Linked DNA regions of Callithrix jacchus: region 2 is linked to region 1. A link is a contact called in public Hi-C data. All regions are on one chromosome and are shown on one strand. The core of a region is the stretch at or near the end of the contact, and the rest is flanking DNA. Distances in the headings are between cores, read along the strand shown. Region 1 holds the start of ZNF77 (zinc finger protein 77). Region 2 holds the start of GNA11 (G protein subunit alpha 11).

The links. A called contact is a pair of places that touch in the nucleus more often than the background predicts.
Region 2: a contact with region 1 is called in a Hi-C map of skeletal muscle, with 3 times the contacts expected there. The contact joins the promoter of GNA11 here to the promoter of ZNF77 in region 1. A contact is called at or near these places in 2 of 3 Hi-C or Micro-C datasets (both in skeletal muscle).

What each region holds. Positions count from the first base shown.
Region 1 is chr22:2,735,638-2,738,520 of calJac240_pri, reverse strand. It overlaps ZNF77 (zinc finger protein 77), which reads left to right and starts at 1,485. Exons shown (of 5, transcript XM_035287231.3): 1 at 1,485-2,094.
Region 2 is chr22:2,864,018-2,866,900 of calJac240_pri, reverse strand. GNA11 (G protein subunit alpha 11) reads right to left here and starts at 1,438. Exons shown (of 7, transcript XM_002761572.7): 1 at 995-1,438. The coding sequence starts at 1,130.

The DNA.
Region 1 (2,883 bases), core at 236-2,735:
TCTGGGTTTCACACAAGGGGACAAGTCAGCGTGGCCTCCTAACCTTACTTATCCTGCATCACAATGGAAGGCAAAGACTCCTGGGTCTGAGCTCTAAAGCCAGTTTCTGCAACTCAGGGGCCGCAGGCCTGATGCATGCAGCCCAACACAAATTCCTAAACTTTCTTTCTTTTTTTTTTTTGAGATGGAATCTGACTCTGTCGCCCAGGCTACTGTGGCGTGGTGCAATCACGACTCACTGCAACCTCCATCTCCCGGAGTTCAAGCGATTCTCCTGCCTCAGTCTCCCGAGTTGCTGAGATTACAGGCGCTCACCACCACACCCGGCTAATTTTTGTATTTTTAGTAGAGGCAGGGTTTCTCTATGTTGGCCAGGCTGGTCTCGAACTCCTGACCTCGTGATCCGCCCGCCTCGGCCTCCCAAAGTGCTTGGATTGCAAGCATGAGCCACTGCGCCCAGCGGCTAAACTTTCTTAAAACATGAGGAGAGGGCTGGGCTCGGTGGCTCAAGCCTGTAATCCCAGCACTTTGGGAGGCCGAGGCGTGTGGATCACGAGGTCAAGAGATCGAGACCATCCTGGTCAATATGGTGAAACCCCGTCTCTACTAAAAATACAAAAAATTAGCTGGGCACGGTGGCGCGTGCCTGTAATCCCAGCTACTCGGGAGGCTGAGGCAGGAGAATTGCCTGAACCCAGGAGGCGGAGGTTGCGGTGAGCCGAGATCGCGCCATTGCACTCCAGCCTGGGTAACAAGAGCCAAACTCCGTCTCAAAAAAAAAAAGAAAAAAACATTAGGAGATACTTTTGCAATTTTTTTTTGTTTTGTTTTAGCTTATCAGGTATCGCTAGTGTTCCTGTATTTTACGTGTGATGAAAGACAGTTATTTCCGTGTGGCCTGCTGAAGCCAAAAGATTGGACACCCACGTATAAAGCCACACAAAGTATTCGCACATCTGAAAATGTGAATTACGTGGCCATCTGGTGGCCAGAAGGGAACATCACAACGCACTCATTAAGAAAAGACATGTCTCCAGAACCGCATAAAAATGACCTTATTTCCGGAAGAAAAATCCCAGCAATGGGAATATCTTCGCACAGGAGCATATTAGCACGAGGAATGTGTTGGCTGGAGGAAATGAGCAATTATCACTTATTTTAGCGTTTATTATCTGGGTACCCGGGCGTGGGAGGATTGAGCGAAAGATCACGCCCCCCAACCTCGTCCCGAGGCTTGTCTGGTATTAGCCACGCCTCAGGGCGGATCCAGCCAAAGCCACGCCCACAGGGCGATTCTGACCTGAGACACGCCCTCGAGGAGGCGGGTCTGCCAACAACTCCAATCGCATCTCAGAGGGAGAAAAAAAACCGGCTTTTCCTGCTTAGCGATTGGAGGACGCAAGGTCGTCCCACCCACCTTTGAGACTCCACCAATCCCAAACTTACTACTAGCTCACTCTTCCGCTCCGGGCTGCCCCGGAGCCGGAAGCCGAAGCATCCGTTTGTGACCCGCGGCGGCCGTCGCCTTTAGTGGCCTCAGGGCCTCCGCTGAGAGCGGTTTCTCTGTCCAGTGCTAGATTTGGCCCCGAGTCTTCTTTGTGGCCGAGGCCAAGGGAGGGAACTCCGGTTCCGGGGCGTGGGGAGGTTTGGGTCCAAAGGACGGGGGGCAGAGTTCAAAGGGCAAGGGGCGGGTTCCTTGATGGGGGATTCCTGGCTCTACGCCCCCCGGAGGAGGCTCTGGAGGCCAGTGGAACCCGGCTGGGTTTCGGGGGTCTTGGTTGGGGACGCGGGGCGTTTTGACCCCTTAGGCCTGGGTGCCCGTGCCCGTCCCACCATCGGATTTGGAGGGAACGGTGGGGTTTCCATTTGGCTTAGAGCAAGCGCGTAAAGGGGGTGACCCTCGGGTCTGGGCTGCGAGGTGCAGCCGGGTCCGGTTTCCTTGGGAACCGCAAGATAAGACAGCTGTGGATTCTTTTGTCCGGAAACCCCTTATCAGAGGCCCGCACCTGGGTTGGAAATGGAGACGGATTCTCTGTGTCCAAGGAAATCAGACCCTCCGGGCAGAAGAGGGAAGTTCGTTCTTACTGATAAAATGTCAGTCACTGTGTATGATCGTAATGGGCAGGGTATTTAGCAAGCTAGAAGACATCGATGGTTCAGAACGAGGTGTCCTTGGCAGAAATGCTGTTTTCTTTCTTTTTTTTTTTTTTTTTTTACCATAGAAAAATCATTTTTTTTTTGAGGGAAAAAGAGAAGAAGGGGAAAAAAAGAAAAAGAGGGAAAAAGGAATATTACTTCATTCCTAAAGTGGGTTTCAATAATGGCCGATCAATATTTTGAGTGTTTAAAGTGGTTAATGCATATTTTATGTGTTTAAAATGGAGACCTCTATTGTGTTTATTTGTTCTGGCTCTGAGTTCAAGTCCTAGATATCATTATCAATTTGTTGTCTCGTTGAATCTAAATCTCATTATGTGTCTTATGTATCTGGGTGTTAAGATCTCTTATTGTTGCATTAATCCTTTTACCCTTGCATCCTTGTAGCTTTGAAATCTATTAAGTGTGAGAATTGCAACTCCTGCTTTTTATTTATTTATTTTTGAGAAATACTGTTTTCTGTTAATTTTCCAGCTGATACCATCTGGGTCTGTCTTCCCAACCTGATGCATGTGTAGGCAGATCCTTTCTCAGTCCCAGTTGCTTTTTATTATCTTGATCACTGCATGCTGTGCACAGAGGTTTTCTGCTCAGCTGGGCTCCATCCTGGGGTCCCAGTCCTGGCCCCAAGCCTTAATCAGCTCGCTGGTGATATTAGTCGCCAAGCCCCTCAATGCCTCAGTTCCTACATGTATAAAATGAAAGTACATAACATTACAGGCGCTT
Region 2 (2,883 bases), core at 189-2,688, 130 kb before region 1:
AGGTGGCTGCTTCTGACAAGTCGCAAAGGCTCCCTCAGGTGTCAACCGCCCCACCCTCGGCTGAGCAGAACCCTGAGGAGAGGAAAGACGGTCTTGTTCCCACAGGGCGGATTCCAGCCTAGAGGAGGATGGGATTTCCCGGAGTAGGAAGGCAGGAGGACAGCCCCTAAGGGAATGGGGGATAGGGGCGCGGAGGAGTCTTCGAGGGGGTGGACGGGACCTGCATGGAGGGATCAGGGCTCTGCCTGGTGGGAAGGGTCAACGCGGGACCCTGGGAGGTGAAGGTGGATGAGACCAGTGGGTGACATCCCAAAGCTCTGGCCCTGAGATGCTGGGGGGGCGGGGGTAGCGAGGGGTGGGTAGTCGGCGAGGTAAGATCAGAGAGCTCCTGTGCAGCAAGGGGACTGGTCTCTTGAAAAGGGGCAGAGGGCAAATCCTGAAGGGTCCTGCCCAACGTGGACGGCAAACTGGGAGCTGACCTGGGAGGGATGGGGACCTGATCCCGACATGACAGACAGGGCAGACCCCCCCCCCAAGGTCCCTGCTGCCAACAGGAACGGTGAAGGCACAAAGGAGCGGACCACAAACAATCTGGGCCCCCGAGGCTGACCCCGGAGGGTCCCAGCTGCCGACCTAGACAGCAAAAGCAGGGCTGACCCCGGGAGGGTCCCGGACGGCACAGGCAGGGCTGACCCCGGAGGGTCCCGGACGGCACAGGCAGGGCTGACCCCGGAGGGTCCCGGACGGCACAGGCAGGGCTGACCCCGGAGGGTCCCGGACGGCACAGGCAGGGCTGACCCCGGAGGGTCCCGGACGGCACAGGCAGGGCTGACCCCGGAGGGTCCCGGACGGCACAGGCAGGGCTGACCCCGGAGGGTCCCGGACGGCACAGGCAGGGCTGACCCCGGAGGGTCCCGGACGGCACAGGCAGGGCTGACCCCGGAGGGTCCCGGACGGCACAGGCAGGGCAGGGCAGGCCCGACGCCCCACTCACCGAGGAGCAGCAGCTTGAGCTCGCGCCGGGCGTCGCGCTTGTCCCGCCGCAGCTGCTTCTCGATCTCCGCGTTGATCCGCTTGGACTCCTTCACCTCGTCGCTCAGACAACACGCCATCATGGACTCCAGAGTCATCGTCCCGGCCCCGGCCGCCGCGGCCGCCTGCCCGCCGCCGCCCCCCGGCCCCCAGGCCCCCGGCCCGGCCCTGGCCGGAGCCGCCTCGGCCGCCGTCCGCCTCGGCCCCGCGGCCTCGGCCTCGGCCCCCGGCCCTCCGCCCCGGGCCGGCCCGCCCCGCCTCGCCTCGGCCGCTGCCTGCGAGCTGCCGGGTCCCCGCTCGGGCCGCGCCAGACGCGGACTCCCGCGCGGCCGCACTTAGCCCGCGCCGCCGCCGCAGCCACCGCCAACCGCAGTCGCCGCAACCGAGCGACAGCGCCGGACAACCTAGCAGGCTGGGAGCGCAGCCCGTGACGGGCAGGCGCTGCGGCCAATGGGAGGGGCCGGCGGCCAAGCGCGCCCACCGCTGGGGCGGGAATAACGGCCTGGGCGGGGCGTCAGCGGGCGCGAAAGGGGCGGGGCGGGGCGAGGGCGGGGGGCCCGCGGGTTTGGTTGCGCCGACGTGGGAAGGGGGGACGCGCAGCCGGGAGCCGGGGCGGGGCCGCCCGGGATTGTGGGAATGTGGCGGACTCAGCCGGCCAGGCTCGGCTCTGTTCGGCTCCGTTCGGTCCCGTTCGGCCCCGCTCGGCTCGGCTCGCTCGGTCCAGGCCGGGAAGGAGAGAGGTGCAAGCGGTTGCCGCGCTCTCTGGGTCTCTAGGTTCCTGGGCAGCCGTCGCTGCCCCCGGGAAGCGCCCTCACATTGCCTAACAGGAACCTTCTCTCATCCGTTAAAAAGCGTCAGTGGGGCCGGGCGCGGTGGCTCACGCCTGTAATCCCAGCACTTTGGGAGGCCGAGGTGGGCAGATCACGAGGTCAAGAGATCGAGACCAGCCTGGCCAACATGGTGAAACCCCGTCTCTACCAAAAAAATACAGAAATTCGCTGGGCGTGGTGGTGCTCACCTGTAGTCCCAGCTACTCGGGAGGCTGAGGCAGGAGAACTGCTTGAGCCCGGGAGGCGGAGGCTGCAGTGAGCCGAGATGGCGCCACAGCACTGCAGCCTGGTGCCTGGAGACAGAGCAAGACTCTGTCTCAAAAAAAAAAAAAAAAATTGTTAGTGGGGCACTACTGTGTATCAGGCATTAATGGGATGCCTTCTATATACCGGGCATGGACTAAAAATTAATGGAGCAACAGACACAACCCAGGCATAAATGCAGCACCTGCTTTTACCGTACAGGGTACCAGCATTCATGGAGTGCCTACTGTATACGATGTATGAGCCAGATATGAATGAGGTGCCTGGCATATAGCACATGACCACCCGGGAGGGTCCCAGGTACCAATGTGAACAGCACAGGCGGGGGGACTGACCCCAGAGGGATCCAGGGCACCAGCATTCATGCAGTGCCTACTGTATGCCAGGTATGAACCCGGCATTAATGCAGTGCCTGCTATGTACTAGACACGGACCAAGTATTAATGCAGCACCTGCTGTAGGTCATCCAGGGCACAAGTAATAGTGGAGTTCCTACTGTATATGAGGTATGAGCCAGGCATCAATGCAGCAACTGCTGTGTACCACACAGGGCACAATCATTAGCAACAGAGTACCTACTGTAAGACAGGTATAAATCGGGCATTCCAGCACAGGCACAAGCATTAATGGAATGCCTACTGTATACACCAGGCACTGTTGTAAGCCCGTTAAACTAACTCTACTCAGGGGATTTTTTTTTTTTTTTTTTTTTTGAGATGGACTCTTGCCCTGTCACCCAAGCTGGAGTGCAGGGGGC